Regions from separate parts of the Mus musculus genome. Here all the other regions are linked to region 4. The links are chromatin contacts, called in public HiCAR-type, Micro-C and promoter capture Hi-C maps. All regions are on one chromosome and are shown on one strand. The core of a region is the stretch at or near the end of the contact, and the rest is flanking DNA. Distances in the headings are between cores, read along the strand shown. Region 1 has its middle 18 kb from the start of Gm52731. Region 2 has its middle 37 kb from the start of Alg2. Region 3 holds the start of Rnf20 (ring finger protein 20). Region 4 holds the start of Msantd3 (Myb/SANT-like DNA-binding domain containing 3). Region 5 holds the start of Tgfbr1 (transforming growth factor, beta receptor I). Region 6 holds the start of Anks6 (ankyrin repeat and sterile alpha motif domain containing 6). Region 7 holds the start of Alg2 (asparagine-linked glycosylation 2 (alpha-1,3-mannosyltransferase)).

Evidence for each region. Promoter capture Hi-C pulls out the DNA fragments that hold promoters and counts their contacts. A called contact is a pair of places that touch in the nucleus more often than the background predicts. HiCAR-type assays count read pairs that join an accessible place to other places.
Region 1: a contact with region 4 is called in a promoter capture Hi-C map of pre-B cells, with 4 times the contacts expected there. The contact joins the enhancer-like site here to the promoter of Msantd3 in region 4. A contact is called at or near these places in 6 of 39 promoter capture datasets (the 3T3-L1 cell line, the C10 cell line, hippocampal neurons and 2 more) and 1 of 9 other capture datasets (liver).
Region 2: a promoter capture Hi-C map of hippocampal neurons shows a contact between it and region 4, with 6 times the contacts expected there. The contact joins the enhancer-like site here to the promoter of Msantd3 in region 4. A contact is called at or near these places in 8 of 39 promoter capture datasets (cranial neural crest, embryonic stem cells, frontonasal cranial neural crest and 4 more), 4 of 484 Hi-C or Micro-C datasets (the C10 cell line, CD8 T cells, the N1E-115 cell line and 1 more), 7 of 115 datasets of contacts at active chromatin or transcription factors (SST interneurons, embryonic forebrain, embryonic hindbrain and 4 more) and 2 of 9 other capture datasets (adipose tissue and liver).
Region 3: a promoter capture Hi-C map of embryonic stem cells shows a contact between it and region 4, with 2.7 times the contacts expected there. The contact joins the promoter of Rnf20 here to the promoter of Msantd3 in region 4. A contact is called at or near these places in 2 of 39 promoter capture datasets (embryonic stem cells and pre-B cells) and 2 of 115 datasets of contacts at active chromatin or transcription factors (astrocytes and stem cell-derived neural progenitor cells).
Region 5: a contact with region 4 is called in a HiCAR-type map of astrocytes, with 5 times the contacts expected there. The contact joins the promoter of Tgfbr1 here to the promoter of Msantd3 in region 4. A contact is called at or near these places in 5 of 39 promoter capture datasets (the 3T3-L1 cell line, cranial neural crest, embryonic stem cells and 1 more), 2 of 484 Hi-C or Micro-C datasets (both in embryonic stem cells), 2 of 115 datasets of contacts at active chromatin or transcription factors (astrocytes and embryonic forebrain) and 1 of 9 other capture datasets (macrophages).
Region 6: a contact with region 4 is called in a promoter capture Hi-C map of hippocampal neurons, with 2.0 times the contacts expected there. The contact joins the promoter of Anks6 here to the promoter of Msantd3 in region 4. A contact is called at or near these places in 2 of 39 promoter capture datasets (the 3T3-L1 cell line and hippocampal neurons) and 1 of 115 datasets of contacts at active chromatin or transcription factors (astrocytes).
Region 7: a Micro-C map of embryonic stem cells shows a contact between it and region 4, with 4 times the contacts expected there. The contact joins the promoter of Alg2 here to the promoter of Msantd3 in region 4. A contact is called at or near these places in 11 of 39 promoter capture datasets (the 3T3-L1 cell line, 3T3-L1-derived adipocytes, the C10 cell line and 7 more), 3 of 484 Hi-C or Micro-C datasets (embryonic stem cells and muscle stem cells), 8 of 115 datasets of contacts at active chromatin or transcription factors (differentiating embryonic stem cells, embryonic forebrain, embryonic limb bud and 5 more) and 3 of 9 other capture datasets (adipose tissue, embryonic stem cells and liver).

What each region holds. Positions count from the first base shown.
Region 1 is chr4:47,128,746-47,131,673 of GRCm38.p6, reverse strand. No RefSeq gene overlaps it. Among named protein-coding and RNA genes, the nearest start is that of Gm52731, 18 kb to the right of the region's middle. Within about 2 kb of position 1,438, at least 45 of the 459 cell types and tissues checked have an H3K27ac peak or open chromatin away from gene starts, as enhancers often do.
Region 2 is chr4:47,436,279-47,439,200 of GRCm38.p6, reverse strand. No RefSeq gene overlaps it. Among named protein-coding and RNA genes, the nearest start is that of Alg2, 37 kb to the left of the region's middle. Within about 2 kb of position 1,345, at least 180 of the 459 cell types and tissues checked have an H3K27ac peak or open chromatin away from gene starts, as enhancers often do. A contact at or near this core is called in CD8 T cells, the N1E-115 cell line, SST interneurons and 6 more, where this site is marked.
Region 3 is chr4:49,630,719-49,633,664 of GRCm38.p6, reverse strand. Rnf20 (ring finger protein 20) reads right to left here and starts at 1,605. Exons shown (of 21, transcript NM_182999.2): 1 at 1,454-1,605; 2 at 1,153-1,300; 3 at 255-411. The coding sequence starts at 383. Gm45952 (predicted gene, 45952) reads left to right here and starts at 1,713. Exons shown (of 2, transcript NR_168526.1): 1 at 1,713-1,810; 2 at 2,802-2,946.
Region 4 is chr4:48,538,628-48,541,656 of GRCm38.p6, reverse strand. It overlaps Msantd3 (Myb/SANT-like DNA-binding domain containing 3), which reads right to left and starts at 1,576. Exons shown (of 3, transcript NM_001145924.1): 1 at 1,386-1,576.
Region 5 is chr4:47,351,909-47,354,767 of GRCm38.p6, reverse strand. It overlaps Tgfbr1 (transforming growth factor, beta receptor I), which reads right to left and starts at 1,546. Exons shown (of 9, transcript NM_009370.3): 1 at 1,372-1,546. The coding sequence starts at 1,456. Gm32435 (a long non-coding RNA gene) reads left to right here. Exons shown (of 3, transcript XR_390551.4): 3 at 530-2,454.
Region 6 is chr4:47,055,912-47,058,611 of GRCm38.p6, reverse strand. It overlaps Anks6 (ankyrin repeat and sterile alpha motif domain containing 6), which reads left to right and starts at 1,306. Exons shown (of 16, transcript NM_001356426.1): 1 at 1,306-1,663. The coding sequence starts at 1,332.
Region 7 is chr4:47,472,718-47,475,720 of GRCm38.p6, reverse strand. It overlaps Alg2 (asparagine-linked glycosylation 2 (alpha-1,3-mannosyltransferase)), which reads left to right and starts at 1,354. Exons shown (of 2, transcript NM_019998.3): 1 at 1,354-1,782. The coding sequence starts at 1,435. It overlaps Sec61b (Sec61 beta subunit), which reads right to left and starts at 1,060. Exons shown (of 4, transcript NM_024171.2): 1 at 968-1,060; 2 at 712-809. The coding sequence starts at 970.

The sequences.
Region 1 (2,928 bases), core at 189-2,688, 1.4 Mb after region 4:
CCACACCTGGCTGAATGACAGTTTTTATCAACAAGAATCCATGTGTGGCTCAGGAGGCTTCTGAGAAACAGCAGCCCCCTGTCCCATCGCTCTTTGCCCCTGGACCGAAATGACCCTTAGACTTCCTGAAACTCTTGGAATCTAATTTTTTCCAGGGAGCTAAAGTAATTATGGGTAAGACGAGTTGAAAAATTAAAACTATGGAGGATGGCTGAGGCTTGGTCATCTCTGAAGATCTGTGCTTTTCTGTTCTGCTGTAGCAGACATCACAGGACCCTGGTGAAGAGCAACAATGGGGTTTCTCTTCACTGACACCTCTGTCCCCAGCTATCTCTGGGAATAAGCCAGAGCAAAAAGTACCACCGCTTGGTCTATGCTCCCGGCCCTCCCCTTCCCATCCAGTGAGTGTTCCCACTCCAGACTGAGAGCTCACCCTCATGCTTGCATACTTATTCCTGGATTTGCATCCATGTTCAAATAGCATACTACCCAGCTTCCTCAAGATGTTTCCATCTTAAACTATTATTATTATTATCATTATTATTATTATTATTATTATTATGACTTCCTGGTAGGGAAAACAGAGGAGTTTGTTCTTTTATACCACCAGCTCTCTCCACCTTTGTGGGTGGGGGAGGTGCAGGTTCTTATATATCCCAGGCTAGCCCTTCATCTTCCCAGCTCCACCTCCTGGGTGGTGGGATGTTAGGTAGGTTCCATTGTGATCAGCAGGCCTTTTCCTTCTTGTAGATACACACACACACATACACACACACATTCTGCCCTGTCTATCCCACAGCCTACCCAGCAACATCACTTGCATCACCTCTGAGGTATCTGAGGTCAGTGTGGCCTGGTCAGAAGCTAATTCAGACCTCCAGTTAAATGTAGATTTAATGTTGGCACTTGCTTCTCTCCCTCGTAAATTATGAAAACCACACCCCAGCAGGATGGTGGAAGCAGCAAGGCTGGAGGGCTATCCTCGGGCAGAGGAGACTCCAGAACATCTGCTTTCTTAAGGACCATCCAGGGGGTAAGAGCAAACACACTGGGTGGCCTCCAATGAGATCTAGAGCAAGAATAGAAGTCCCAGGGAGACCTATGCCAGCACCACCTGGATGTATGTTAGGATGTGTGTTTAGTGGCAGGAGATAGGCTGAGGCTGGCTGTGTGTGCTGGAGACACAGATGGGGGATTTCTGCAGGGACGGAGAGGTAAGCATTTGACTCCTGAAGTCCCTGCAGAGCCTACAGCAGTCACTTGCGTTCTCAGCTCTGTGATCCATGAGAATCCAGTGGTGCTCTGTCGTCCTTCTTGACTGACCACACCAGAGCTGTGCCAACGGGCACACACATCTGGTATATCCTTGTAGGGTGCTGAAATCTCTCTTAAGGCTCCCATGAGCAGCCTCTCTCACTGACCCCTGCCTTATAAAAATTTCAAGATGATTCACAGACATTTCATGATTCAGCAGTTGGGGCAGAAGCCTCCGTTCCACAGGGACTGAGTGGAAGATGGCGAGGAAGGGCTAGATGGAGCAATCACAGCTGATGTGGGCTCTGACTGTGGCCTCTCCAGCAGGGCAGCAGGGATCTCATAAGGCAAGACTGAGGAAATACGTCCCCCAGCCCCTGCCCTGTTTTAAAGAAAGAGATGGTAGAGGGTGAAGCCACAGATGGAATTCTACCTGCTCAGTGCATTCACATACGAGGGAGCGGCAGTCTGGCTCCTAAGTGGTTCCACACGTGGGGCACAGTCCCTGGCTTCTTCTTGTTCTGGAACTCTCTACAGAAATGTAAATCAGCCACAAAATCTTCTGTGCTCTCCAAGTGGGACAGACTCATTCATTCAGGCTGCTGATAGCTATTGTTGTGTAAGTGGGCTAAGAGTTGAGGAGCCGGCCTAACATCAGGGTGTGGGAGCTATGGGCCCCTTGGGGACCTGTGAGTCACTTTTTCTCCCCTCTGAGAAGCAAGAGAGCAGCAACCACTCAACTCTGGAGTAAGTCCAGGGTGCTATGTGACCTAAGACCAGTTCTCAGCCCTCTTCAATACTTCTATCTAAAACAGGGCCAGGGTCTGTGTGGCCTGGCATCTTGGCAGGTATTTTGCGAATCCAATGAGCTCACTGGTAGAATGTGCTTACAATAGTGCTTTGGTTGTGGTAATTATAATCATCCTGAGTAAAAGCTGCACAGGGGAAGCCACAGTGCCCCCCTCCCCCGCCGACCTGACAAGCTCAGACAACATAACCCCTGTAGAAAGCAAGTCTCCAAAGCTATGAATAAAGAAATGGAGGATACAGCTTGTTCTTCATTTCAATTTTATTCTATGAGTGTTTTGTCTGCATGTGTATCTGTGTGCCACACTCATGCCTGGCATTTGAGGGATCTAGAAGAGGGAGTTCGATCTCCTGAAACGGGAGTTGTAGATGGTTGTGGGCAGCCATGTGGGTTCTGGGAATCAAACTTGGGTCCTGTGGAAGAGGAGTCAGTGCTCTAACCACTTAGCCATCTCCCCAGCCCACCAGGAAGCACGCCCGTATTCCCAGTCATTCTTGTCAAGTAAATACTGCAGGTGTGATATGCCAGGCCAGATGGTGAAACCTTCAACACTTGTTCCCAAGATTGGAACCCAATACAGTCAAACACAGCACAGCCAGGCTGTGAAGGCTCAGTTTAAAACGAGGCCCCGCTGACACCTCCAGAACTTCAACCAAGCCGAATCCAGAAGACAGTTATAAACAGTGTGTGAAGCACCAACATTACAATTCCGCTCTGGTTTGCTGTGTCTGCAAGCACACCCTTTCCTCGACAGCCCCCGTCTCCCCCAACAACCACACGTGGCACTGGGTGGCCTCTGGGTGCCTGCCAGGTATCTACCCAGCCCATGGATCTCACATCTACAGGAGTTTAAAAACCATTGTCTT
Region 2 (2,922 bases), core at 96-2,595, 1.1 Mb after region 4:
AACAGGCAAAACGCAACTGTGATGCCTCCAAGGAGAATGTGGCAGGAACCCACCTCCCTTTAGAAAGTCACCTGGGGCAGGTTGCTAATGTCAGAATTGTGGGGGTAGCGGAGGCGACTCCACCTTGAGTCGCAGCAGCAAAGGAAGCAGGGGGAGGGGAGGATCCTGGGTAGAGTAGGGAGAGGACCACAGGTCCACAAGGGAGAGAACGGGTGAGCCACAGGCACAACAGAAACAGCTTCACTCTCCAACCTATTGCTGCTTCTTGGACTCCACACTTAAGGATGGGGACAACTGGTGGAATCGATTTATAGACATGTTGATTTACAGATAAACACATGGCGCTTCTTGGCTTGGTTTGTTTTAGAGAAGAAAGACGACTCTGAGAACATAGCTCAATGGTAGAGTAATTACTGAGCATGTGCAAGGCCCTGGTTTCTATCTCCAGCCCTGGAGAGACAGAGACGTGTGTGTGTGTGTGTGTGTGTGTGTGTGTGTGTGTGTGTGTGTGTGTGTGTGCGTGCGTGTGTCTGAGAGAGACAGAGAACACAGAGATATTCTGAATATGATTCTGTTCATCTATATTAAATAAGAGGCTTAAATGTGTGGTTAATGAGACATAGTAAGAGAAAATAAAGACATGAGAAATTGCATGCACTCTATGTCCCTAGAGAACTTCCTTGTCACGATGCTTAGCTGCTCCTCACTTCATCTGCCTCACGTTAGCCTCAGGATCACCGGGTGGGGTCCCACAGCAAGCGATACCATCACATTTCATCATGAAGGCCCAAAGGCTGAGAGCATCAGACCAGGCATCTGAATCCAGTTCTGTCTGCCTAAACCAAGCATCCTCGCACCAAACAAGATATTCCTACACGTTAAAGGCTTGAAAAGCTCTGGAGGTAGAGGAAGGTCTCACCATCCCTCCCTGATCGCCTTCCAAACGCCAGGCGAGAGGGTTGTAGGGTTGAGCTGGCTCTGGGAACCAACGATGTATGTGCAGCTTTCGCCCCCTGGTGGCTGATATGCGAAGTGCTCGACAGTGGAAGAACAAAGGCTGCTAGCGTCCTTCCCTACCGCCCCCCCCCCAACCCCCGCCCCGGAATGGGGGTTGGGGTCCTGGACTTGGCTCTAGCGGCACGATAGACTAATGAGCTGTACATCTGCTCAGGAGGCAGCTGTTGAGTGCCTGACGGAAGGGTCGAGCCTGAAGGAATGAAATGAAAATTTGATTTATGTCGCTTGTTTTGGCAAGCTTTTGGGAAATGACCAGCCAGCAGCGCTGCCCCAGCACTCATGAGGGGTGAAGGGTGAGCGAGTGTCTCCTTGTCGCTCCACCTCACCCTTCAGCTGTCAACGAAGTCGTCCGTGGGGAACTGACTCTTATGCCCCTCCTCCAGGCAGCTGGCTTGTCCCGCCTTTGCTGGAGATGGGGGCGGGGGGCCTTCTGGTTCATCTCTGCTCTGTCTGAAGGGGGCGGGGGGTGCAGCTTCTTATACTTGTTTGAACATACATGTAAGTGTCCTCAGCTCTAGGCATCTGCCAGCTCCAAGCATTCAAAGGGGTCAAAGGGTGTGTCAGCTGAGAGGATGGCCACGCCCGCTATATTTTCAGAGCAGCGGCAATCTCCATGAGGATCGGGCTCCTTTGAGAAAGGTGGCTCCTTAACGCCAGGTCTCCTGGCACTGTGTGGCAGGTGTATGAATGAGGCCACAGGGAAGCTGGGCACCGTGCTCCAGAGCTTGCTTCTCTGCCTGCCTGTCCAATGTTCCCCTCTCCCAGGAGTATTATGGGAAACACCAGTCCAGCGTGTCTTCTCTAGGGCTGGGCTTCCAAGAGAATCAGCCCCGGGGAAGCTCCCTGCTCGTACAGCCTGCCGGAGTGGGAACACTGCCATCCTCCCTCCCTCTGCCCTGCCCCTTAGGGTGCTTCACATATACTTTCTCTGTATTTCATACTACCTTATTGAAAAGGGGAGACATATGTCTCCTGAGAGGCTTTACCTAGGAGCAGATGGAAGCAGACACAAGCATCAGGTGGCCTGTGGGGAGTCCTGTGGAAGAGTAGGGGATAGGATTAAGCCAGCCGGAGTGGTCAAAGACACCACAACTAACCTGGGCCTGTGGGGGTTCACAGAGACCGAACCACTAACCAGTGGGCTGGACCTAGATTCCCTATACACTTGTAGCAGATGTGCAGCTTGGTTTTCATGTGGGTCCCCTAACAACTGAGCTGTCTGACCCTGTGGCTGCCATTGGATCCCCTTCCTCTACTTGGACTGCCTGGTTGGTCCTCAGGAAAAGGGGTGTGTAGTCCATCTAGGACTGGATGTCTCAGGGTGGGGTGGTACCCCAGGGGGCTTTACTTTCTCTAAGGAGAAGATGAGGGAGTAATGGGGGAGAGGGATTTGTAAGGGTGAGACTGGGGGGAGTGGAGGAAGGGGGTTGATCAGGATGCAAAGTGAATAAATAAATTAATAAGAAAGAGAGATTAAAGTGAGTGGCACAGTTGCTTTCTGGCCTTCATGAGGAAAACCTGGGAAGTGAGCTTTGTCTGTCATGTGTGCTTCGCAAAAGCCAAGCTCCTGTCTATGAAAACCACTTAGGAGGTAGGAGATACCTGAGACCAACTTGGAACTCTCAGCTGTCCCCCTGCCTCAGTCTCCCCAGTGCTGGGATTACAGGTGTGAGTCACCACCCCTGGCGGAAGCATGCTTTTCTGCACATGTCCTTCCCATAGACTCCCTCTCCCTGAGGTCATCAAACCATTTATGAGAGGGAAAATGACACGACCTCAGGTTATATTTCCCCTTGAGTGTTTATATTGAATGAGTGAACTAATTAATAACTAGGATTTCTGCATAGATTCGTAATAGGGAAGCAACAATCCACCACTGAAATGTGCATGACGGTGGGGAGCCAC
Region 3 (2,946 bases), core at 356-2,855, 1.1 Mb before region 4:
CCAATTAACTATAGCAAAGACTACTGTAGTCAGACTCTCAATAAAATAAAATAAAATAAACACCACAGCTTGCAAATACAGATCAAACATAAATTAATACACCTCACTTCAAGAACTGACCACCACATCAATTCATCTATTTCCCTCTTCTTTGCTAATGCTTATCTCTTAATTCAAGAAGCTTCCATAAATTTCTACTTTCAGGAACAACTGACAGAAGCCAAGCACACTTTTGCAGCCTCGTTTTCTCGTACCGTTGAAGAGACACCTCCTAACTTAATTGTTTCCACGGTGGTCCCTGAATCTTCAACAGCTGTCTTCTTCTCTGGAGGCATAGATGTGCCCGGCTCTCCAGCTGCTCTTTTATTTCCAATTCCTGACATCTTGGTATAAGATGACAGTTATATTTTTCTGAATGAAAAAACAGAAACAAAAATAGAAAACATGAACTGAATCAAGATAAGCAGACATGCCACAATATAAAGTACCTGTATATAAAAACTAGTAATTTTTTTCAGGCCAACTCTTTAACCTAAATCAAATAATTCTACGACAAAACCCATCAACCCTAAATCAAGAGAGAAGGGGGAGGGGAACTGTTGAGGAATGGGATTGACAGGATTATAAATTTCTACACAAGATGCTAATAACAAATAAAATTCTACTCAAATAATAGAGAAGCTATGAATAAATTTCAGGATTCTCACTTCCTGAGATGCCAAAAACAAAAAACTAAAAGAAGGAGAGTTTATTTATGACAGAGGTTAAGGTTAAAGTATTAGGAGACTTGGGGCAAGAGACGTGGGAAACATTAGCTAAGTCATTAATCCTATACAAGTCAGTTATCTCTGAATCTCGGTTTCCTAAACGAAGGACAACAACATGTTGCTAGACTTACTGCAACAAATGGATGGCATAGTTATAGAAACAACTTAGCATAATGTCAGATGAACACTAAGCACCCAGAAATGCAAGCGTTCTCTTTGCAGAGCCTTGTAAACGCTCCCTGAGCAGTTAGTTCTCCAGATGTCAGACGTAGGTGAGCACCCCAGCGCTTCCTTTGGGGAGCCGGGCTGCCTTTAGAGACCGAACCTGCCAACAATCCCCGTTTCTTTATCTGTTCAGACGGGATGCTCTTTCAGTATTTCCTACCTGACTCTGGTTCCGAAACTCACAAGGAGGTGGAATGGATGCTAGATGGCGAGCACCGCGGCCATCAGGGGTCTACATCCAGCCGGCTTCCGATCCAAACTCCGGGACGAGGCGTCAATGGCAAGCAGCAATCTGGGTTGGACCTCGCCTGCAAAGAGAGGAGACGGGAGCTGAGGAGAGAGCGCAGCTTGACTGGAGAGCGCTGGCCGCTGGCTCCGGCGTGGCTAACTACAGGCCGGGAAGATGGGACCCGAGAGTCCTCGCCGCTCACGGCCCGGGAGCAGCAGACGACAGAGCAAACCTGGGCTCTGGCAACTCCCGCCGCAGGGAGCGCGCGGCTCCCAGCGCTTCTTCACGAAGGCCCGAGAGGGACTCCAAGGGATTCACTTGGGATCCGCTGCGAGAGGGACTGAGCTCCACGGAGGCGGAGGCACGGAGAGGAAGTAGGGAAAAGGAAAAGGAAGTTGCTTCAACTTTACCCGAGGCACGGCGAGGAGAGGGCGGAAGTGACGTGTGGGAGACCGCCAGGCGGAAGTGACGCGTGAGGAGGGGGCGCAGTCAGTTCTGCGTGTGCGCTGCCGCCTCTGTGTTGGGATGGGCGGGGACTGTTTCAGACTCCAGTCCCAAAGTGACCGGTCTCTTCAACGCGAAGCATTGTGTACGGTTTTTTTGTTTTTTGTTTTCTTTTTTTTAAGGTCCATTATTATTACTGACGGAAAGCGTTTTGTTTATGTTTTGTGTTGGGGGGGCGGTCCTATCTCATCCAAGCTGCTAATTGGTTGATGGTCCTGTCCATCTCCCAAAGGGCAAGCGCCCTTACCTGAGGTGTGGGTGGAGCACTCTTTAAAGAGATGAAATAGCCTGCGTAAAACTCAAGGAATTTGACCGATTTCTAGTTCTGTGTAGTTTCCTTAAAGGGGATTCCAGCACGGCGATGGTAGCACTCGCCTTTAATCCCAGCACTCAGGAGGTAGAAGCGGGCTGATTCCTCTGAGTTCAAGGCTAGCCTGGTCTACAAAGCGAGTTCTCGTACAGCCGGAGCTACACAGAGAAACCATGTCTTGAAAAACCAAAATAAATAAGCACATAAATACATACATACTATGCATAGAAACCCTGCCTCAAAATAAATAAATACTACACAGAGAAACTCCTGTCTGGGAAGGCCAAAATAAATAAGCGGGGTCTCTATTTAGCACTACCTGCAAATGACACTCAGCTGGAGAACTTTAGTCTCTTGTAGGGTTAAAAAGTCACCTTCGCCGGGCGGTGGTGGCGCATGCCTTTAATCCCAGCACTTGGGAGGCAGAGGCAGGCAGATTTCTGAGTTCAAGGCCAGCATAGTCTACAGAGTGAGTTCCAGGACAGCCAGAGCTACGCAGAGAAACCCTGTCTCAAAAACCAAAAATAAAAAATAAAAAAAAAAATAAAGCCACCTTCATCCCATCCCATCTTCCCCCTATGGATTCTCATCACAGGTTTGGAAACTACTGCTTTAGTGTTTGGAGAGGATAAGATACTGACCAGAGACACTGGGGATGGGGGGGGGGGGGTCGGGGGGGGGGAGGAGGGTGTTAATTAAGAACAAGTCAATTAGTCTGTAATCTCAGTACCCGTCTTAATATGATTTTTTTTTAATGTGTGCATAGGTGTTCGAGTGCCCACATGTAAAGCTCAGAGGACAACTTTTGGAGCTAGGTCGTACTTCGAAGGCTCGGGTCTCAAGGGCTGAACTCGGGGTGACAAGCACCTTTACCCACTAAACCATCTTGCCAGGCCAGTACCAGGATGTTT
Region 4 (3,029 bases), core at 327-2,826:
CTCCTGCTACCTCCTCAGAATGGACCTGTCGCAAGACGCAGCTGTGGGGAGAGTAAGCGGATGACCCCATCTTTCTCCGGGTTTTGAAATACTTTTTCTCCATCCCTTTTCTTGCTCTCCGGTCTCAAACTCTCGTAGCTGGCCTCAATCCTAAACTCAGGAACTATTTTATTAACTTTCAACAATTTCCTGGGTAACTACACACGCATGGTCTCTTCGGATATGCGAAAATCCCACACACACAACTCAGGCCCTATTATTCCAGCTCCAGTTTTAAATGTGTGAAAATATGTGTCTTTATCCTAGAACCATTATCCTAAGTACCGCAAAACATTTTGTACTTATCATAGCAATAAAACATCCATTCTCAATAATCACAACAGGAGACTAAATTCTTGTTTCTTACTCCAACATAAAAACCCTTCCTGCAATTTACAGATTGCCCGTGCGATGGTTTAATAATTCAAGCCAACTGTTTAGGACCTAGGGCCTGGGACATGAAGTGCTTAATTTTAGCTATCAGCCGACACACATTATCTCTCACAATAGTACTTGGGGGTGGGTATTACATCACACCCTACTCCCCCATTATAGAAACATCAACCCAGCAGCCTCAGAGTAAAGGAGCTTTCCCAAGGTCAGTCGGGCAGGGATGTGATGCACTATTTCCTTCTAAGATCCTCTTTAGGAGGGACCCAGCCCTTTATACCTCTGGACCGGACTGGAGGAGGCAGGGGGTCTCAATGGAGACAAGTACTGAAAAGCGGTGAGCACAGTTCCCCCGCACACAGTGGGGATATGTGGACCGGGGCTCCGCGGGGTCAGCCGGGTTTCCCCCCAAGAGCCTCCCGGGCCCCGGGCTCCAAGCTCCCGTCCCGGGAGCTCCAGCGCGTCTGCGAGGCCCGCGCGCCGGCGCTTTGTACGCGGCAGGCCGGCCGGGCTCCCGGGGCACCGCGGCGCGCGCAGGCGGCCGTCGGCCTGCGGGGAGGAGGGCGCGGCGGCTCGGCCCGGGAGCCCGCCAGACCCCCGCGCTCCCGCTCCGCCCGCTTTCCCCGCCGGCCGCGGCCCTCCGGGCCTCAACCTCCTACCTGCAGCGGCGGCGCGGCGGCCGCAAGTCCCGGGGAGGGGCGCGGAGGCGCGGGCGCGGCGGCCTGGGCTGCTCTGGCGGGCTGGGCGGCCGGCAGGGCCGCGGGCTCCAGGCGCCGGGCGGCCGCGCGCCCCCGGCCGGCCAGGCCCCGCCGCGCGCGCCGCGGCCACAAAGCCCCGCGCCGCCGCCCCCTCGCGGGCCGCTGCCGCCTGCCGCTCCGTGGGCGCCGCGGAGGGCGGGAGCGCGGCCCCGTGCAGTCCCCCACCTTCCCGAGCCCCGGTTCCGCCGCGCTGCCCACCTTGGCCCGGGAGCTGCGGAAGGGGCCCGTCTCCGCCAACAACAAAAGAATGCATTTTCCCACACCGGGGATGTGGCAGTCGCCCGCACGAGTTAGCGCGAGCCTCCTGACTGACGTGGGCCCTTTTCGTCGGGGACTCCACGAGGCTGGGAACGGCACCCCTTCCTACTCTGAGTTCAGCGCCAACTTTTGTGATTCTAATGGGCGGGATGTGTCTCCAGAGATGGGGTGTGCGCTCCCCCTCCCCCCAAGGACCCCGGCTACGTGCACCGACCTCAGGACACGACTCAGACCCTGTGTGCCTACCCAGTGGGACCCAAGGCGCGCTGCGACGAATGCCGGGCGGCTTAAACAACTGGGGGCAGGGGTCCTTCTGCCGACAAGGCCTTCACCCCTCCCCCCAGGATGAAGACGGTTTCTTTTGCCATAGATCCGTGAAGAAGATTCCAAGCCCAGAGAAGGGCAAAGAGAAGGTTCTCAAACTTTTTCTTTTTAAGCGAGATGAAACTCAACCAAGCGTAGAGATAACAATTTAAAAATAAACAATCCTGTGGCACTCATTACACTTAGAATAGCCAACGATAATCACTTCACCTCCTTATTCTTAAGGGTTCCATCCGAAGGAAACCCCCGCACCAATTACGTAGTCACTCCTTTGCCTAGTCCCTGAAAACCATTAATCTCTTTTCTGTTTCTATCGATTTACCTTTTTGTACATTTCATGTAAATGGAGTCGTGTGTCTTTTTGGAGCACGCGGCAGGTTGTGTGTATGTGTGTATGTGTGTGTGTGTGTGTGTGTGTGTGTGTGTGTGTGTGTGTGTGTGTGTAGTTGGGGGTGGTACTCACTAAGCTGCCCAGGTTGGCATTGAACTCTGGGGCCCAGGCAGCCTACAAATCTACAAACCTCCTGCCTCAGCTTCCCTAGCTCGTAGCTGATATCACAGGCCAGCTTCATTGGGCCTGGTCACTCTGGCCAGGTCAAAGAATCCAAACAAGGTTCATCCAGATTGTAGCATGCCTCTTACTTCATTGCTTTTTGTGGCTACATAAGCTGACCATTGTGTATTCTACAGTTTGCATATCTGTTCTTACAGAAATTAGTGGATGTTTAGATTATTTCCACCTTTTGGCTAATGTGAACTGGTTCTCTGAAAACCCCTAGACATGCATTTGTCTAAAGAACCTGTTTCCAATTCTTTGGGATACATACTTAGAGTAGAATTTCTGGATCATATGTGGTAATGTGGCCATGTGTAACTTTGTTGTTGCTTTTTGAGGCAGGGTCTCCTCTAGCCCAGGCTAGCCTCAAACTTGCTATGAGGCAGAGAATGACCTTGGATTTCAGATCCTCCTGCTTCTGCCTCTGGAATGCTGGAATTACAGGCATGAGTCACACATTCAGTCTTTAAACAGGTGATCATCCGGTTTTTGAACTGGGGAAAGAACAGAGAGACAGCCTAACATTTTCTGGTATGGAGGCAGAAGCACCTATAAAATACTAGACTAGAGAGTTGTAACTACTTTTTCTGCCTTGTGTTAACAATAACTTATCTACTGTCCCAGGAGCTTTGAAATTGCCCAGAGTCAGGAAACTGACTGGTGGGTGGGGAGGGTGCTATTGGCTAACAAACTTTATGATTTGC
Region 5 (2,859 bases), core at 297-2,796, 1.2 Mb after region 4:
TCCTAAGCCAATGTCAAAAACCCATTGTATCTTCTACTGTAGACCTATGTAAAGAGAATGTTCAAGTAAACTAAGAAACTGATGGCTAAGTTATGTTATCAAATATCAACTGTTCTTTAAGTGAGTCATGCTACTTTGGTGTAACAGGTGCACAGATTTTGAACCCTGAAAGCCTAAGTGCAAATCCTAATTTCTGCACTTACTAAGAACTTAATCTTCTGCACCTCAGTTTTCATGTCAATATACAGGACAAATACTGGTACTGCGAGGGTTCTGATACTGTGTCTTTTACATCTGCATTATAATCAACTCCCAATAAACAGTAACTATTAAGTTTAATCATAGTTGGCATCCACAGTCTGGAGAGACTTTTGTTTTGGCTTGTTTTGCTTTTTAAAATGTTGTTATCCAATTTCCGCAACAAAAATGTATTTTCACTGTATGCAGGTTGCTAATGCCGAGCCTCAGTATTTTGCTTTCTCCTATTTTAATTGGTTCCTGACAAAGTTTTTTTCAATCTTCCCTCCAGAGGTGACAACCAGTATCACGACCGGCTTTAATATTTTGGGAAACCACACATTTCCCTTCAAACCCCAGCTACACAGAGGTCTGGTTTTAAAACTACCGCTTAGGGAAATGATACACCCAAAGCAACGATCCCCTCGAGAAAAGGAATAATTTGATCAATTCTACAGAACCGTTCCCATTCAAACGTTCCCAAATCTGCAGAGTGAGCAAACGTTCAAGTTTCTACTAGCAAGAAGACAATCTGCAGCCTTCTGGTTACTGGACTCTGAACTCTTCCCAGACTCACGAAGCGAGAACATTCCGCGCATCTTCGCGCCTGCTTCTCACACAAAGCCCCTGGTTGAAGAAAAGTCGCCCTAGGCGGGCGTCGGCACTCACGGCGGTGCGGCCCACCCGGGGTCTCTGCCCACGGCGCCCCTTTCGACCCTCCGGGGAGCCCTCCAAGCGCCCGGCCCCGGAGCGCCTCCACGCCGGTGCCCGCCCACGCCCCAACAGCTTCAGGCCGGGGCGCATTTAGGCAGTGGAATCAGGGGGCCACGGTCCCGGCCGGCCTCGCACCCCTAAGGGCAGCCCCCGACCTCGGCAGGCTCGCCAGCCGCTGCCCCCCGGGAGCCCAAGAGGGCCGGCCTCTGCTCGGTGCTCCGCCACCCGCGCTCGACACCGCCCCCGCCCCGCCTCTCCTCCCCGCCCCGGCTCGCGTGGCGCCTGCCGGGTCAGGAGCGCCCGGCCGGCCGGGCGCCGCCACCTGCGCCCCCGGCCCCGCGCCATGTTTGAGAAAGAGCTGAAGCGAGCCAGAGGCCCGGCCCGGCCCGCGCGCCCCGCAGCCACCCGCCCGCCACTCACCCTTCGCCCCCGGGAGCAGCGTCGCCGCCGCCACCAACACGATGAGGAGCTGCGGACGACGTGGAGCAGCGGCCGCCGCCTCCATGGTCCCGCCGCCACTGTTTGTGGCCCGGCCCGGCCCCGGCCGCAGCTTCTCCTCAGGAAGCCTCGCCCCTCCTCGCCCCACCTCCCCGCCGCCGCCGCGGCCTCGCTCCGGCCCTTTGTAACTGCTCGAGGGGCGTACGCCCATTGGCTGCCCGGCTCCCGCCGACCCCGCCTCCCCCGCCGCCCGCGAGCGCCCTAGCGGGACCTAGCCGAGAGCCCCGCCCGCGGGGCCCTGGGCTACCAATGAGCGGCCGTGGGTTTCTGCCTCTAACCACGCCCCCGCACTGCTGGGCCTCTGACCACGCCCCCTCACCGCTGGGCGCCTTTACTCCAGCCACAGCGGGCAGCTCGCGCTCCCGCGGCGGGTGGGGGCAGGGTCCCAGTCTGCGCGCCCGAGGGAGCCCACGGTCCCGACTGAGCGCAGGGTGTGCCTGTGAGAGTTGCTCAGGGAAAGACTGTGACCGTTGCACGCTCTTTTCTTCTACTCCAACCCCACCCTGACTTCCCCTGCACAGTCCTGCACCCGCAAAACCCAACTCTCGCCACTCGGACCCTCAATATTGTCCGGGGTTCAACTTCCCCCACCCTAGACCCGCGGCTTCCAGCCTCCCCGCAAAGACAGTCCGATTTCTTTCTGCACTCCACGTCCGCCCCAGACCTCGTCGTCCTCTCCCCAAATTCCAGTCTCAAAGTCGGAGCCCAGTTTCGGAATCCCAAGGTGGAGCTCAGACACACCCCCGAGTGGCCTCTGTGTCTCGGCACCGTAAAAAGACCCAGACTAAGGGTCCCCGCCGCCCTCCTTCCCTCCCACCTTTGCTGTCCCCGCGTGGAAGCGGAGAGGCCCACGGGTTTCGAAGGAGGGAGGATTGCCCTACGAAGAAGCATCCCGCCCCGGGGCGAAGCGGGAGCAGTCATAGGTACTTTGAGTTGTCTCCGACACTCCTGTGTAATAATTTCGAGGTGTCACTAAAAACCCAAATAAACTCAGCTCCGCTTTCATTCTGAATTCCTAATTTACTGTGAGACGCTCCACCCACCTTCCCTCTGGGACGCCAAAATGAGCTCCAGATTTGTAATTCTTCCTGTCAGACTAGTCCTTTCTTCAGACACAAACACAGTCACGGAGGCGGCCGCATGGCACCGACAGCATTTTTCCGCAGAACCTTTTAAGGAGAAAATGTTATTTTCTGTGTGATTTGAACTCGGAATTAAATAAAGCTCCGTAGTAGGAATCAGCCGGCCTCTAGTAGCTGTTGGTAAATTGCTTTATAGCCACTTTCCAAGAGTTTGATCCTGCTTATGAAAGCAAACCGTGGGGGCTAAGAGCTGGGGTCTGAGACTGCTCCTCGGCTCCAGCTAGGACACGCTTCAGCAAGTCCTCAACCTGCCAGAACCTGAACAGGC
Region 6 (2,700 bases), core at 57-2,556, 1.5 Mb after region 4:
TATTTATTTATTGTGTGTGTGCCTGTGCATGCCATACAACAAATGTGGAAGTCAGGGGACACTTTCAATAACTGTCCTCAGACCTAACAGTTACGCTGTTATCATGACACACTGTTGGGACATGTAACAGCCTTGCCTTGTATGTCTGGCTTCTTGCTGGGTTTGGGCGGGCACTACTAACCATCTAGGGAAACCAGTTGTCTCTTCCTATGGAAGTGTCCATGCTGTAAGGACACATATGCTGTGAACTGCGTCTTGCTTTCTGCTTAATTAGCTTCTTTTCCCCAAAATGTCCTCATGGCTTACTCTCTTCCTTAAGGTTTTTGCAAGTGTTATATTTTCAGTAATTCTCTTGTTGGCTCAATTATGAAACAATGCTCCACCTTCTACCCGATTTTGCTTGGATTCATGTTCCGTTTACTGTGTCAACAGCACTCAACTACCATTCAGCAGCCAAGTTTATTACCACAGCATATCTTTATAGCCTGTATGGGTGGGTCAGATCCTAGAAGGCAGAGATGCTATCTTGCAAACGTTCGCGGCACGAAGAGCTGTGCCTGGCACTAACAGGCATCCAATACATACTTGTTGAGTCCGGAAAGAGAGATGAACTTGATGTCAGAAGACCTGAGTCCTAGCCACAGCAGCGCCTGCAGATCTGTGCAGACTATAGCAACATACAACCTTCCCGGTCACTCGTCTACTGTAGATTGGAATAATCATCTGAAACTCTAGGGTGGCTACAAGGACTGCCCTGGGGACCAGTCGGTGGTTCCTACTGTTTGTGTGATATACAGGAGGGCTTGGGACCAGAACAGTTGCTGGTCCCACACTGAGTTTCCGACAGTGGGTCTGGGGTGTGGCTAGAAAAATCTCTATCTGTAACATGTAAGTTACTGCGGTAGTGGTGACCCCCCCCCCCCCCTGTCAAAAACAAGAGATAGATGGGCGGGTAGCTTGACACAGATGAAGAACTCAGCACTGCAGGGCTGCTCCGGCAAACGACGGGGCTGACCCATTCGTCCCGATTCAGCCTGCGACTGTTTAGGGAGCGCTAGTGAAATGCGGGCCGGTCTGGGGTCGGTAGAGATGCGAGATGAGTTCTAAGCTAGGCCCAGAGGTCGGATTCAGTAGGAACGAACAGGAAGACTGAAGAGTGACCGCACAGTCACAGGCCCACCCTCCAAGGCGGGAGGCGGGCCCTGCGCGCGCGTACCCATCAGGCGCGACCCCGGAGGCGCGCGCGCACCCAGGGGGCGGGCCTGCGGACGGCGGGCACGCGCGCGGCCCCGGGGTGGGAGCGGGCGGCGGCGCGGAGCGGGCGGTCAGCGATGGGCGAGGGCGCGCTGGCCCCCGGCCTGCAGCTGCTGCTCCGCGCCTGCGAGCAGGGTGACACCGACACGGCGCGGCGCCTGCTGGAGCCAGGCGCGGACCCGGTCGCGGGGCCCGAGGCGGGAGCGGAGCCGGCAGGGCCCGAGGCGGTCCGGGCAGCGGAGGCCGGGGCGCCGGTGCCGGTGGACTGTTCCGATGAGGCGGGCAACTCGGCGCTGCAGCTGGCGGCGGCCGGTGGCCACGAGCCACTCGTAAGGTTCCTGCTGCGCCGCGGAGCCTCGGTCAACAGCCGCAACCACTACGGCTGGAGCGCGCTCATGCAGGCGGCCAGGTGAGCGGGGACCGGGAAGGAGAGAGTCCGGGACTCGTGAGAGTGCGAATGGCAGACTTGGAGCTTTGCCTTTTGGTCATCTGTATGATGGAAATAAAAGGGCGGTTTCAGAAACACAAGATTAGGGATGTTAGAAACTTTGGCTTCTGAACAGTGTGGAGGCTGCGGAGTGCATCTTCTAGACGTTCATTCATTCCGTTTTGCATCAAGGGTCTCCTAAGAATCTGTCTACTCACCCTGGCTTTGGGGGTTGACCGAATAGATAACTGGGATCCAATTAAGTCCCTATTTTGGGGATATGAGTGGGGTGGGTGGGTAAATAAAGTAGCATTCTTGATCTGGAAGGTCTGACAGTAGTAGCTGACCCAGTTGGAGGAATAGAGGCGATTTTTAGTGGAAATGAGGTGTTAAGACTCGAGGATTTGTAAGAGTTATCCAGGACCGGAAAACGAGGAAGCGAGGGAGAACAAGCACACTGCAGACACATAGTGATGAAAGGTGGTCAGACAACTGGGAGGATGCTGCGACCCAGAGGGGGCTGGAGACAAGCCCACCATTGGAGGAAGAAAGTAGGTGCCAGATTGGGGCTGAACAGAAACCCACAATCTAAGGATGATCAGGAGTGTGGAAGGCACAGGGCACTGTGACCGGAACAGACTTTTGTTTCGGGTAAGTTACATTCAGCACCTGTGAGAATAGGCAGAGAGATGGGCCAGAGTCAGGAAGGCTGGCTAGGAAGACAGCAGCCAAGGAAGAGACAATTAGTGGCCTGGATAAACCTGAAGTTGATCCTCGTGGTTGTGTGACCCTGCGAAGGGGTTGGGAGAGGCAGCAAAATCCATCTCTAGATTTCTGACTCGTATAAATATACTGAGCTGTAAAAAAACAAGAAAAGAGACAATGCTTGTTTTGTTTTTAGATTTGTTTTTATTTTATGTGTATGAGCGCCTGTGTATATGTGCACCACATGTGTGCCTGGTGTCTGAGGGAAGCCAGAAGAGGGCGATGGGTATCCTGGAACTGGAGGTACAGACACA
Region 7 (3,003 bases), core at 105-2,604, 1.1 Mb after region 4:
ATTAAAAAAGATAAATAACTGGAGTTTCTAGATTTCTATAAATAAGCAGTGACATTTAAAAATAAGGAGACCCTGAAGCTGGAAAAGTGGCTGAGAGGTTAAGAATACCTGTTGCTCCTGCAGAGAACCCCAAATCGGTCCCCAGTACTCATATGGTAGCTCACAATCATTCATAACTGCAGTTTCAGGTGACCTCCAAGGACACCAGGCAAGAAAGAGATGCGCGCGCGCACACACACACATACATACACACACACACACACACACACAGGTGCGTGCAATACACACACATACACAAAATAGACTTAAAAAGAAAGACACACACACAGCTGGGATGGGGAACCAGGGTGACAGACTGTGTAAGACACATTTTGTTAAACTGAGTGTGTATGGGACCTCCATATGGAAGACTGAAAGGTAAAGCCTCAGACACACCAGCTTTATGCCAACGCTTTTCCTAAAGTTATTCCTGATCCTAGTCTAATTTACCTTTAACTAAAGTGGTGCGTGCAGCTGATCAAGGAGAGGAAAACCATGCCTCCCTCCTAAAGGGCCTTTAACTAACTAGATGGCCACGTCAGCTCGGGCTCACTCGGCCCCTATTAATCTTTCCATCCTGGAACTCCTCCTTCCAGCAATGCAATGCAACCCTGGGTACCTAGCCTCCTCCAGCCATAACCGGGCGTCCCCCGCAAGCCCCCAGCCACTTACCTCTGCCGAACAGTGGATCCCGCAGCCCGTGCGGCCACCGCTTTGCTGGGAGAGCGGCCAGAGGAGCCCACGTTGGTGCCACTGGGCGTTGGACCCGGCTGCAGAGGGAAGCAGACAAACAGTGAACATCGCGGGTCAAATCCTCTTCACACCCCCGACCCCACACCCACCCGAGAAGCTGGGAAGAGCAATGAGGTCCCAGAAAGGAAGACCAAGATAGGGGCTAGTGCACCCCATGGAAGCGGGGACCGCGCACCATGCTGATGCCTAAGAACGGTGGGCACAGGAGGCAGGAAGAGGGAAGTCGTGAAGTTGCCGAGCACTCAGAACTCTCGTAGATACAGGCTCTGGCACCGCCCCCCGGCCGGCTGGCAGGGCCTTCGCAGACTCTTGGATGACTGGGCTGTCCTGAGATATGCCTGTAAAGATTACGCCGACAACAACTGGGCCGTGTGAAAGTACAGCCCTTTCGCTTCTTTTATGTAATTTATTTAGCGTGCTTAATATGGTCAAACATCACCAAATTGCAAGCTTTGGACAGGTCCACATGAGAAATTGAGTCAGGCATTTTCTTAGCGCCCACAAGCTTATCGCTGATGTGGCCTAAACTAACGCAGGCGTAGTTGCGCTGGCTCGGCTTTCAGTAGCCAGAGGGGGCCAGGGGCGGAGCTTGCAGGAGCTTGCAGAAGCTCGCGCGGAGAGCGCAAGCGCGGCTCATCTACCATGGCCGAAAACCTGTACCGAGCCCGTTCCCGGGTTTACAGCCCATCTGTGCTGTTTCTGCACCCAGACATGGGTATAGGCGGAGCCGAGCGCCTAGTGCTGGACGCGGCGCTGGCGCTGCAGGAGTACGGCTGTGATGTGAAGATATGGACCGCGCACTACGACCCGAACCACTGCTTCATCGAGACCCGCGAGCTCTCGGTGCAATGCGCAGGGGACTGGCTGCCTCGCAGCCTGGGCTGGGGCGGCCGCGGCGCCGCCATCTGCTCCTACGTGCGCATGGTCTTTCTGGCGCTCTACGTGCTGTTTCTCTCCGGCGAGGAGTTCGACGTGGTGGTGTGCGACCAGGTGAGGCCGCCACCAATTCTTGGCTGGGGGGGGGGGGGGGGGGCGGCGCCGAGAGGGGGGGAGGGACCGCTGTTCTAGGTTTTTAGGAACTGTCCAGCAGGAGTCCCCAGGGAGAGAACGGCCACCAATTTTAGTATGGATAGACCCTTTAAAATGGCAGATCTCAGGGACATCTCTCCCCCGCCCCCTTCCTTTCGTTGAAGATCCTTGAGGTAGGGCTTATGTGTCTGCATTTTAAATGTTTAGCCTTGGGACTAAAATGATTGGATCCAGGTGGTTGCTGGCATTAAAAGACGACTTCCGGCCACACCTTGTATGTGACTCAATTTACTCTTCTTTCTTCTCCGTTATTCCTTTGTCTCTGCTTTCAGGTCCCATCCATCCCACCCTTCCAGTCTTTCTAATACTGCCATTCCAGTACTTAGCAGTGCCACGGATTAAAGTCAAGCTAAACATATCGTTTCCCCATTAGGGTCCCCATTGGTCTTTGGAGAAAAATCCAGTTATTTTGTCTATACAAGTGTCTGAGCTTGCATATCAAAACCAGAGGTCAGCTAATATTCACCTGAACATTGGAGTCAGGCTCTCTCACTGAACCTGGAACTGAAAGATTGAGCTAGACTTTTGGACAGGTGTGCACTGCCATACCCAACATTCCTGGAGCCAACCCTCAGTCCTCAGTGTTTTTTTTTTTTTAATTAAGAAGTAACATTTACTCAGGAGTAAAAGTTCAAATAGGAAGTATAATGTAAAAATTCCCTGTCCCCATCCTTGAGAGGGCGAGCCATTGTCAACAGTGTCTTCTGCATCCTTCCAGAAGTGATGTGTGGCCCTGGTAGTATATGTGTCTGTTTCCTGCTACATCTTATATGTACACAGCTGGGATCCAGTTTACCTGCTGTTGGACTTTTTGCTTTTGTTCTGCAAAAATTTGAAACATCTTGCTTATTGATATTCAAGATCCACATCAGTCTCTTCAGTGACTGGAAAGTCCCCTGTCCTGTAAATATTTCAGTCTTCCCTAAAAGACACTAACATTGCTGTGTGTGTGTGTGTGTGTGTGTGTGTGTGTGATCCTAGGTGTGACACTAGATATGACATCCTAATACTGCATTTATTTCACTTCTTACAGTCCTCTGAGGAATCTCCTGATAGTCATGGTCATTGTAAATGTCAGTAACAGTTTCCAGCCTTTACTTACAATGATGTCACCTTATTCTT